Linked DNA regions of Mustela erminea: region 1 is linked to region 2. The links are chromatin contacts, called in public Hi-C maps. All regions are on one chromosome and are shown on one strand. The core of a region is the stretch at or near the end of the contact, and the rest is flanking DNA. Distances in the headings are between cores, read along the strand shown. Region 1 has its middle 35 kb from the start of P3R3URF. Region 2 holds the start of TSPAN1 (tetraspanin-1).

Evidence for each region. A called contact is a pair of places that touch in the nucleus more often than the background predicts.
Region 1: a contact with region 2 is called in a Hi-C map of fibroblasts, with 2.6 times the contacts expected there. The contact joins the enhancer-like site here to the promoter of TSPAN1 in region 2. A contact is called at or near these places in 3 of 3 Hi-C or Micro-C datasets (fibroblasts, skeletal muscle and spleen).

What each region holds. Positions count from the first base shown.
Region 1 is chr10:73,672,232-73,678,371 of mMusErm1.Pri, reverse strand. No RefSeq gene overlaps it. Among named protein-coding and RNA genes, the nearest start is that of P3R3URF, 35 kb to the right of the region's middle. Within about 2 kb of position 4,596, the one cell type or tissue checked has open chromatin away from gene starts, as enhancers often do. A contact at or near this core is called in fibroblasts, where this site is marked.
Region 2 is chr10:73,633,533-73,639,102 of mMusErm1.Pri, reverse strand. TSPAN1 (tetraspanin-1) reads left to right here and starts at 2,763. Exons shown (of 7, transcript XM_032361017.1): 1 at 2,763-2,920; 2 at 3,366-3,430. The coding sequence starts at 3,374. LOC116600744 (a long non-coding RNA gene) reads right to left here and starts at 5,256. Exons shown (of 3, transcript XR_004289788.1): 1 at 4,702-5,256; 2 at 1,895-2,082.

The DNA.
Region 1 (6,140 bases), core at 3,347-5,846, 37 kb before region 2:
TTCTCTGTACCACACTCTTAACATTTCCAAAATAAAAACTTTTGTTTCATCTAAACTGTTCACTATTTCTACTGCTTCTGGGAAATACATGAAGATTAAGACATCAGACTTCCATTTGGATCCAATCCTTACATTGTCAGTGAATTACAGTAGATACAGCAGTCCATGCAGTTATTAGAAACCTTTGGGATGCATGGTAATGGTAGTTTTTTAAAAAATAGGCTGGAGGGAAACACCTTTGGAAAACAGTTTTTGAGGCCACTGGAAGCAATAATAGGTAACGATTTTGCATTTATGGTTCAGTCTTAAATATAAATGAAAATCATATTTTTTAAACTGTAATACTAATATTACAGTTAAAAGCCTTAAGTCAACAACTGTCTAATTCAAGTTATTTAACTCAAGGCTACTGCAATAGCCAAGGAATGGGGTGACCAAGGACAGTAAGTAGAAAAGCACTTAGAGGTTAGAAAGAAATGGTGCTCCTTAGATATTTATTAATTCAACACAAATCTATTAAATTTCCTACTGTTTGCAATATCTTGAGCAAGATAAGAAGCTCATAACTTGATGGGAAGATAATTCCATGGGGTGGATAGTATACATAAAAACAGAATCTACTTCATAGAATGAAAAGGAGTTCTGAGAAGTGCTAGAAGAGAAAAGGAAAAGAAAGGAAGTATGTCTTCTAATACCAGGGATCAGGAAATATATATCCTAGCAAAGAAGGCATCTAACGTAGATCTTACACATGTAAGATTTCAACAAGTGAAAAGCATCCCTGGAAGAGGAAAAAGCAGACATTCAAGAAACAGCAAATATAAAATAGCTTTCCACAGAACCTGTGATGGACTCTAGTAAGAAACTAGACTGGAAAACTTGGTTGGAAACAAACAAAAACAACAACAAAAAAAAAAACAGGGACTTAAATGACAAGGTAAGCAATCTGGGACTCTTTTTAATAGGCAAAGGAAAGGCACTGGAAGGTTTTCAAAGTCACTGGGAGATTTACCACTGGAAGGCAAATCATCAGACGGTACTTGAATAATACTGTGGACTGAACAAAGTAGAAACAGGGAGAACAGTAAGAACACTATCAAAGCAGTCCAGTCAGGAAATAAGAGCTTGAGCTGGGATAGAAGGTAGGAAGAAGACAGATAGAAGACATGCTGCAATGCAACCTCTTCACTAATAATTTACTTAGTTTTAAGTGTTTCAAAACCTTAATTTGTCACACAAAACAAGACTGGCATCACATTATTTCCATTAAAAGCCACTGCATCACAGGCAATATTCCAGCATACTCAAGTGTGCTTCCTTTATTAAAAGCTGTTAGGTATAACTAACCATAATCTACACTAATACTACAAAATGAGTAATAAAGAGCGGCATATGCATACTTCCAATACTCTGAATAGAATCTCAGTATGCAAAATTTCATCCAAGGATCAGCATTTTAAACTCAGAAGTTTATTTCTATGTAAATGCACAATGTTTGGATCAGAATTTTCTATACAACCTTATAAGACCCACATCACTACATAATTATAACAGTCAACTTTTTTTTTAAACCACTTTTGGACAACTCAACTGAACTTGGCCAATATTTTTCCACTGGGCCCAAATTTTTCAAACATTAGTTCCTTCTTCATTTTCTCCCCTCCTCCCTATTCACCTCTCCGCCCAACAAATTCCCTTTGTATGTCTGCAAGGCAAGATACTATGATATAGTGATTCTGAGGCAGTTTGAATATATAATTCTTATAATAAAAACCTAGAATTATTAACTTTACTTTTTACAGGAGAAATCAATGATGTATTAAATTTTCATTTACATGAATGACAAATGCATCTAATAGAAATGATGCTTTACCGTTAGGGGGAAACAAAGGGGGAAATACACACAATAGATGGGTGGCAAATCTTACAAACTTTGCAAAACACTGAAAGGCTGCATCTGGATTGCAGTCACAATGACAAAAGCAAATAAAGAAAGCTCCAAAATGAAGGGAAAGAGAAAAATTATAAATTATCATAAAGAGTAAAAAAGGCTGATTTAATAGGAGTTTTTAATATAGCATCATTTAACACTCTAACTGGAAAAAAAAAAAACTAAAGATAATTTACAGCTCACAAGGACACAAATAATTTCTATAAACATTCTACAAAACAGTTATACTTCATTGTACTTGCATAGGCTCCAATCCTTTCAAAGGTTTCCAAAAATACATAGTCTTATAATAATTGAGGTTCCCCAATGACACATAATTTATTTTGTAAGCTTAACTGCAACACATTTTTAAGACATAACCAATTCATCCTCAACAAAAATAAGGAGTCACAAAGGCCCTCTACTTATTCCAAATCATTACGTAAAGCACTATCTGTAACTGCAAAAAAGGGTTTGAAAATTTGACAGCTAATAATCATAAAATGAGGTTAGAATTTAAAGAAAAACAATTACCCAACTTTTCCATTTTCCCTTCCTTTTCCTTTCTTACCAGATACACAAAATGTCTGTAAGGGTCTCAGACAAAGCTCTGAAGTAAAAATACAGTATATGTATACTTTACATTATGTGTATTCGAACCTATCACATATATGTACACATCACATAGATTCACACAAAAAGGATTCCTCCTTTTTTTAGTCTAAGAATTGAAGTTATATTAAACCCTATCCCATAAATTAAGTGAAATCACCATAAATTAACGAGTAATAAAATACTGCACGTAGATCTGTCTGAGAGACTATATCCTGAGAAGAAAAACCTCAGACTAAGACCATGACTGAATAAAAACGCCCCAATCCCTGAAAATTACTAACCGGCATTTGGTTTCTGTAAGAGAAAAAGGGGGTCTTAAAATGAATAATCATATAGGCAACCCAGTTTCAGAAGTTAACGAAGGTAAAACACAAGGAACCAAATAAGACAAACGTATGAAATGACAAGCTTTAAAGAATTCCCCCAAAGGAAAAGGCTTGAGTTCAAGGCTCGGGTATAAAGCATCCTTTGCAGGTAGAAGAATCTTTAATTGAAAAAAAGGGGGGAGGGGGGCACAACAAAAACCTGAACGACACGAAGTGAAAGAAACGGGTCTTTCCTCCCACCCCCACTCCAGCCCCCACCCCCACCCTCGCAGGACAATAGGATCAGGGTCCTAACTGCAAACTTTAAACGGATAAACCAGAAGCAGTTTTACTGCAGCTCTAACTGCAAATCTGCCCCTCATCCCAAACCTAGCGCTCCCAGGAACACTTGTGCCCTGAAAACAGCACCAAGGTCTAGTTATATACAAATCAGACCCATCACAAGATTCTTTTTCTCTCCCCAAGTACCTGGAGGATCCATTTCAATATAAAATATCAGTTCTGTCGAATAGGGCATCATCACCTCCCTCCAGTCTGCGTCATCGCGGTCCATACTCCACACCGTATTGTACATCGCGCTGTCAGGGGCAGGTCGTCAGGAAATATATAGAAAGCATATATATTTTTTATCTGATATTTAAAAATCTAAAAATATAGATCTGTAAAGTCCCACACGGATATATACTTCTGGGTTTCCAACGGCCGGTACAAGTCCAGCCAACTACCAGGACGAGGATGGAAGTCCTCCCCCGTCTCCTCTTACGGCACCCAGCAAAATGCCCCCCGAACTTTCAGTCTACGGGCTTTTTCTCCTCAGAGAGGTACAGGGAGGCTTGGGGCGGGGGGGTGGGGGGTGAAGGCAGAGGGCTGAGATGTTAAAAAGCAGCTTCCCAAAAATCCCTTCCACACAGTCGCTCTCCAAAGAGAAAAGCTCCCACTGCCTCCAAATCTTTCCTCGGCAGCCACTTTTGTGTCCTTCGAGGGAGGGAGAATGAAGAGGGGGAGATAAAAAGAACGCGCTGGGAGAAAGGTGAGGAAGTGACAAAGGAAGGCATAAAAAGGGGGGTGGGTATTGCATTCAAGTTTCGGGGTCCCACTGGTCTGCAGAGAGCGATCCCCTCAGGGGCCGGGACTCGGGCTCCGTTCCAGTCAAGCTCGGAACCGAAGCTGCTGTAGCCTCGAGATGGGGGCCCGTCGGAAAGTCCAGTTAGCTCTGCCCGGCTGGGCGCTCCCGCCGGGCAGTAAGTAAACCCGCCAGTGCCGGCTCCCCTCACGCTCTGCCCTGACTCCAGCCACTAGAGTTTCATTTTAACGGCGCGGAGAGGGACACCCTCCCCCGCCTCACGCTCCCCCGCTGAGGTACCACCCAACAGCACCGGGCAGGGGGGGAAGGCGACATCACTACTGCTCCTTCCCGTCTATACCAACTCGATTAAAGGGGGATTCTGTCAGGTGCCTGTGCAAGCGTTCCGAAAGCCGTCCTCCACTTCGGCTTTCAACTCTCCCCAACGCTCTCTGCGTTTCGACTTCTTAATCATTCATCCTCTCTCCCCCCAGCCTCAATAAGAATGGTACAGTCCGGGCGCTGGCCGCACGCCAGGAGTCAGTGCCGGGAGCACGCGAGCCAGGAGGGGAGGGAGAAGAGAGAGGGAAGGAGGGGGGTAGAAAGAGAGGATAAGGTGAGTGGTGATTGGCTGAGCTGGGTTGCCGGAGCCTGGAGCCTGCGTCTTTTGTCTGCCTTCTTCCAGCAAAGGAGCGGGAGACGGCTGCGCGCCCCAAGCGGACCAATCAGGAGCCAGCCGGCGTTGGCCGGCAAGGCGGCGATTGGTCAGAGCCCAGTTACTAAGCGGGACAAAGGCAGAGGGGGAAAAGAAAAGAAGAGGAGGAAAAAAAAAGAAAGAAAGAAAGAAAGCGCAAACGGCGGTTACTGACAGGCTGGGCGAGCGCTCAGGGGCTCATGCTGCCCGGAGACAGGCGGGGCTCCCGCTGAGGCTCAGTCGGGCCGGACGAGTGGGGGTTTTGGGGGGGGGGGGGGGAGACGAGCTTGCGCTAGACACCTCTGCCCGGAGACGCTGCGGGGGAGGGGAGCGGACTGAGAGGGGCGCGTTCTGTCACTTGGCGGGACGTGCGCTCCTCTGGTCCTTAGGAAGTCCCCGGGCAGGGTCCCTCCCCACAGACCTCTTTACTGGGCTGGGACAGCCCCCATCCCCCGCAATAAGTTGTCAAATAAAGAAAAGATCCCTAAACTCACTTGCAGGACCGTTACCCCTCGGTGAGAGGAGATGCCCATGGCGCCCGGTAGCCTTCCCAGGCCGCTACCACAACCCAGTCCCGGCTTCTTCCTTTGAGCAGTTAGGCTTTTCTTAAGAAGGCATTTCGCAGTTTCTCTGCGCTTCCCACCCAAGGACTTTCGAACCCAGACCTGAAATAAATAGGGAGCTGCAGCAGGCCCCTCAGCTCGATTGCTCACGCCAGAAAACATGCCTTGAAATTACAGTGCGTGTGTGATTTGAGAAAAATCACAGGTGTTAGAATCCCCAGCCAAAAGGGCCCTATTCTGTTTGCCTGACAGACCACCTTCCGTATACACCCAGTCCCTTCCTCAAGCTTAAAACTATGATGGGCTTCACTATGAAAATGCTGAATATTACCATGCATTTCAGAAACAGCTAATTAACTTGCTGGGGAACACTGAATAGCCAAAAGCAGATTTTTGTCTTCCAAAGGTTATGCCTGGAATTGCCATCCTGCATAGCCTACAATACAGTCTAGGGAGGCCAAAAACTGTTCCATTTCCTCTTTACACAGGAGCAACAAAGCCCATTGTGTTTGGGTTGACAACCTGATTTAAGCCCTAGTGAAACCTCCTACCCTGAGTGGCTCTACTATATTGATTCCTTCCTGTGGAAGAGTTGCCACGTTTCACCCTCTACCTCCTAAAGTGAGCCTGCCTTCCTTAAAGGTGTGCTAAGTTGAGACAGTTCCTGGGAGCCAAATGTGTATGGTCTCTGTGTAGAGTCTTGAATTAAAAAGGGCCAGTAAGAGTAAGTGAACAGGTTTGAACTGAGGAAATACATCAGGATTCTTGCATGCTTTCTTTTCTTTCTTTTTTTTTTTTTTTTTACATTTCTGAAATCCAAACCTGATTCAAAAGCCAGATCAACTTTGGGATAGGGCATGTTGCTAATTTGAATGTCCTGAGCCCTTTCTCTAGGTAGGAGATGCTGGAAGATCAACTCTAATTTGTGGATGGCTTCCCAGCAGTCTCT
Region 2 (5,570 bases), core at 1,514-4,013:
AAAGCCATGAATTAGTGCAGCTGGAGGAACACCTAGGTCCTTAGGGCAACGTAAGTTGTATCAACCCTTTCTTATAGCAGACAGAAATGTGAGTGGCTCTGCCAGGCCTTGCACTGAGTTGTTGTGGAGTGGTGGACATTCGCCCCCTCTCTCTTCCCTCTTACTCCACCTCCAGCCCTCCTTCCAAGCTTCCATCTTCTCTGTTCCTGTAGAAACTTGCTAGGAGACTCTGGGGGCCTCAGCACCACCCTAAAAGTCCTCACACCCCTTCCATCTTCTATTGCTATCCTCAGTCTTAGAAAATGGTCCTTGCTCCCATCAACTTCTAGCCACTGCACCTATAAACCCACTTGGCCTTGGCCATTTTCTTCCTCAAGACCCAGCCCAAGGCCTCCTCTCCTGTTCTTTCTGGAAGTCTGCTCCTCCTCACTTAGAGATCCCATCACTATAGACAGTCGCTTGGTGGTTAAGGTAGAGACTCTAGCATCAGACCGACTAGGGGTGAATCCTGGATCTGCCACTTACAAGCTGTGTGATCATGGGAAGTACTTAACCTTCCTGTGGCTATGTTTCCCCATATTTAAAAAAGGGAGAAAAGAGAATCTATCTCATAGGAATTTTGTGACAAGGGGGGAAAAGACAATATATGTAATGCATTTAAAATATGATCTACACAGATATTAGTGTTATTGGCCCCTTCTCTCCAGTTTCTTCAGCTGTTTCCTCCCATTATAGAAAAACCAAAATTAGGGGTGCCTGTGTGGCTCAGTCATTGGGAGTCTGCCTTTGGCTCAGGTCATGATCCCAGGGTCCTGAGATAGAGCCCTGCATCAGGCTCCTTGCTTAGCGGGAAGCCTGCTTCTCCCTCTCCCTTTGCCCCACTTGTATCCCCTCTCTCACTGTCTCTGTCAAATAAATAAATAAAATCTCAAAAAAAAAAATTGGGGCGCCTGGGTGGCTCAGTGGGTTAAAGCCTCTGCCTTCGGCTCAGGTCATTATCCCAGGGTCCTGGGATCGAGCCCCGCATCCGGCTCTCTGCTCAGCCGGGAGTCTGCTTCCCTTCCTCTCTCTCTGCCTGCCTCTCCGCCTACTTGTGATCTCTCTCTGTCAAATAAATAAATAAAATCTTTAAAAAAAAAAATTAGTGTCAACTATATTTACATTTAAAAAAATTTTTTTGAAGATTTTATTTATTTATTTGACAGAATAGAGACATTGGGAGAGAGGTAACACAAGTGAGGGGAGTGGGAGAGGGAGAAGCAGGCTCCTTGCTGAGCAGGGAGCCCAATTCGGGGCTAGATCTGAGGACCCCAGGATCATGACCTGAGCCAAGGCAAACACTTAATGACTGAGCCACCCAGGCGCCCCTAAATTTTTTTTTTTTTAAAGTCCACCTCCTCCATCTCTCACCCCCTCTGGCTGTGACTCTCCACACTCTGACCTTCCCACTCTGTGGTCATTCCTGTTTGTCCCAGAGAAAATCTTATTTAAGGTCTTATTTAAGGGGTGCCTGGGTGGCTCAGTGTGATCTCTCTCTGTCAAATAAATAAATAAAATCTTTACAATAAAATCTTATTTAAAATCCCTATAGGGCGCCTGGGTGGCTCAGTGGGTTAAACTTTCACTCAGGTAGTGATCTCAGGGTCCTGGAACTGAGGCCCGGATCAGGCTCTCTGCTCAGCCGGGAGCCTGCTTCCCCCTCTCTCTGCTGGCCTCTCTGCCTACTTGTGAGCTCTCTCTGTCAAATAAATAAATAAAATCTTTAAGATCCCTATAACTATTTTCTTATATAGACCAGCCTAAGCTTAAAATCAAGACTAAGAAATCCACGAGCCCCCCCAAACCCCGCCCCAGGTCGCACAGTTAAGCAGCAGCAGAAGTAACATGGAAGTACCTGGTCTGAATGACTCCAAAGCCAGAACTTCCCCAGCACCTCGATATCCGGAGCACTGGAGTGGAAAGGAGGACCGGCAGTGGAAAGAGACAGGCAGGGGTCCAAGTGAAGCCCTTGAAGGGTTCACACTGGGACTGCGGAGTCTTACAAGTGGAGGTGATGCTTTTGTGGGATCATGGCGCCACCTGCTGGCAGAAAGGAAAGGGGCGCTTGCTGGACGCCCATTGCTAAGAACTCCGGATGGGGGGGGGGGGACAAAACCTCGGGAGGGAGACGGGTAAGGAGAAAAGAGGAAGGGAGGAGAAAGATGGGGAAACTGAGATTCTGTAGAGGGAAAAGGACCAGAAGTCATTTGCTCCTCAGAGAAGGGGGTAGAAGCTGCTAAACCTGGGTCATTTTCTTGCAGAGACGGGGAGACAGACTTTAGGTATGTCCCTCCGAGGTTGCTTTGTGGTTTCTCAGTTGCTGGGAGTCAGTGCACACACAGCACAGAGTGTGTGTGACACGTGCGTGTGCACTCATGGGCACGGCTAGGTGTTTGTGTGTGGATCTGTGGGTGCCTCCATAGACGGCTGCTTGGGCAGATGAGTGGGCCCGGGAGCGCACGGGGTATGGAGGAATGGATCCGCAGGCCAGCGGCTCTGTGTTCGAGGGCGCACGAAGTTCAGAAGGCCACTTGTTTACCCTCCCACTTCTCTTCCTCCTTCGGATCTGGAAGGGTGTTGCTTTGGTTGGCGTTGCCAGGCCGACGACCAGGAGGCCTGCGGCTCTGGTGGCTATGGGGACAGATCTCCAGGCAGCAGGGGGCAGCAGGGAAGGAAGAGGTTGGCTGGCTGTGGGGTTGGGCAGGCGGGAAGGTGAGCCCAGGACTTTAAAAAGGCTGCCCCGCCTGCAGGTGAGCGGTGGAGCGGGAGAGCCAGCCCCGTCTCACTGCCTGCCCACTGGAGTGGCAAATCCCTTGCGTAGGCTGTCCCCTCTGGAGCCTCAGCAGAGCCTTCCTTCAGAACTACCAAGAGCCCTGAACAGGTGATGGCACAGGATTGAGATCATCCTATGAAGTAAAATCAACCTGGAAACGGGGTTTGGGAAACTGGAAGGCCAATGGGGGAGGGTCTTGAGAGCCTAGGGTTGGATTGATGGAGGGGTCCAGGATATATTGGGGCGAGGGAAGGGCGTGGAGTGACGTATGGTATGGGAGTTGGGCTTGGGGTGCCTGTGGAGAGAGCTGGGGGATCAGTATCCCAGTGTCGGGTGCTGGGAGAGGACCTGGGCCCTACAGAGAGGCAGGGGTGTCAGGATAGGACTTTGGAGAAGCCCTGAGGGGTCAGAGGCTAGATGTAGGGGAAACGGGGTGATTTAGGGGTCCTGGATGCTGGAATCTGGTATGGCAGGTTCCCAGTGCAGGGGCCGGCCCAGGTAGTAGCAGAGGTGGGCAGCAGAAATCCCTAACTACCACTTGTCTGCCTCCCAGGAGCCACCATGCAGTGTTTCAGCTTCCTTAAGACCATGATGATCCTCTTCAATTTCCTCATCTTTGTAAGTATGGGAGTTGTGGGCTGTTCGGGCCTCCCTATGGGAGGAGGTCACAGCAGCTGGGCAATGGGAGATTGCTGGGCCCAGACTCTGTTGCACACTTTTCCCTTTCAGTTAGGGTGCAGAAGTCTCCCCAAATACTGAGTCCTGGTCTTAGGAGCAGCCCGGCTGCCATAGTTGGAATAGAAAAGCTTAGGAGAGGCTCCTCCCTTCCAGGAAGCTTCAGACCTGAATTAGGGCAAGGTGGGATAGGCTAACAGGAATGATTGCCGTTGTTTCATAGGCATTGGGGGCACAGGGAGGGGAAGAGTTTGCCCATGCTTACCTGGTGTACAAAGAAATTTAGTGGCTCTGTAGGACAGATGGGAAGTTGAAAGGAGAGAGGCCCGGAGACCTCAGAGCAGAGATCAAGAAACACCTATTCATTCAACAAACAGTTATGGCCTAAGACTCTGTGCTAAGTGCTGGGGGAAAGGTGAGTGAGCCCTTTCTCTGCCCCTGAGGATCTCAGGTCCAGCAGGCCAGGTAGACAGTTGCAACATATAATGTCTGGCCTTAGCACAGGGGCTATAGGAGACCCCATGAGAAACTTAAACCCTGGTCTGAGAAGACTATCTGGAGGAAACAGCTGCGACTGGGCATTTGCGCTGGGTGAAGGGGTTGTAAAGCATGCAAAAAAGGCCCAGAGGCAATGAAATCAGGTATTGTTCAGGAAACCAGGAACAGAGGAAACTGAGTAATGAGGCATGACCCTGGAGATGACGGTGGGGACGGGGAAAAATGGATGAAGGACAAAGCCCTCAGATGGCGGCTGAGGGACGGAAGGAGGGGTGAGGGAAACAGAAGCTTTGAAGATAAAGCCCATGTTTCTGGTCTGAGCAACCCAGGGGATGTCCTCCAGGCAGCTGCGTACCCAATGCGGTTGCAGCTCTGGTTGGAGCTGGACATAGATGTTTGGAAGTCACAGGACCACAAACAGTCAGTGAAACCATGGGAGCGGGGAAGAGCACTCTGCAAAACCCAACTTACAAAGAGTATGTGGAGAAATGGTCACCTGGAAGCAGCTAGAGAAAGAGCAACAAGAGGAAAACAAGAAGCCCACGATCTCAGAGACGTCAGAAGGGTCTGGCTCATGAAGTGTCTACCCGATTTAGCGCAGGATGGCACCACAGATCTTGGAGCTACATTAGAGGGGCTTACAGTGAATGGAAGGTGAGGAGGTGGAGACATGACCCATAGAGAGATTTGGAGAAATTGGGCTGTGGGTGTGTTACCTCTCAGACTCCAATATGGTGCATGCCTTGGGCCTCTTTTGGCTTCAGGGAAGTAGGCTTTGCCCATGTATCTGGAGAAGGCAGGGGTATCCCAGCAATATGGAGAGGCCCGAGGGGGTTAAAGGCAAATCCGGTTTGGTTTCTGGCCTCTGTTGTTCAGGCCTTGCCAGGCTGGGCAAGGCAGGGCAAGTCTCAGGCTCCTTGAAATTTGACCCTGTAGGCTGGGAGCCCAGCCCCCTATCCTTGGGCAAACATGCCTGGGATCCAGCCACAATCTGGCATCTCATTCCTGGTTCTAGCCTCAGTTTCTACACCTGGGGACTGGACAGCTAGGTGGAATCAGACTGATTTATCCACTGGTGCCTGGATCAGTGAGGCTTTTCTCTAAAAGCTATGGCATCTGGACAGTACCTCCCCCGATCTGGGCCTCTGGATTCCATGAGGTTTGGGGTTGAGCCAGAGAGCCTCTGAGAGCAGCCCCCAGTGGCACTCCATCCCTCATGCCTCAGTTTTCCCTGTGAGGCAAGGAGAGGTCTAGGTTAGATGAAGGGCAGGCCTGGAGTTTGATCCTGGAGAGCCCCAAGGTAGGTGTCCCTTCTCACCGAGTCCCTCTCCAGGGTTGGAAGCAGGTGTAAACCTCAGCCCCGCCTCTGTTACTATGGTGACTGTTGAGCCTGTTGTGGCTTCCATCCCACTGTTTCACCTGTCCCAGGACAGAGGCAGTCAGCTCAGCAAGGAAATGGGGTAGGGCCCCTCCCTCACCCCCCAGCTGGCCTCACCCACTTGTTTTCACTCCTAGCTATGCAGCAGTACCCTGACAGCAGTGAAGGAAAGTCTTGCCTTGCCCTCCCCCATTCTGTGGATATTTC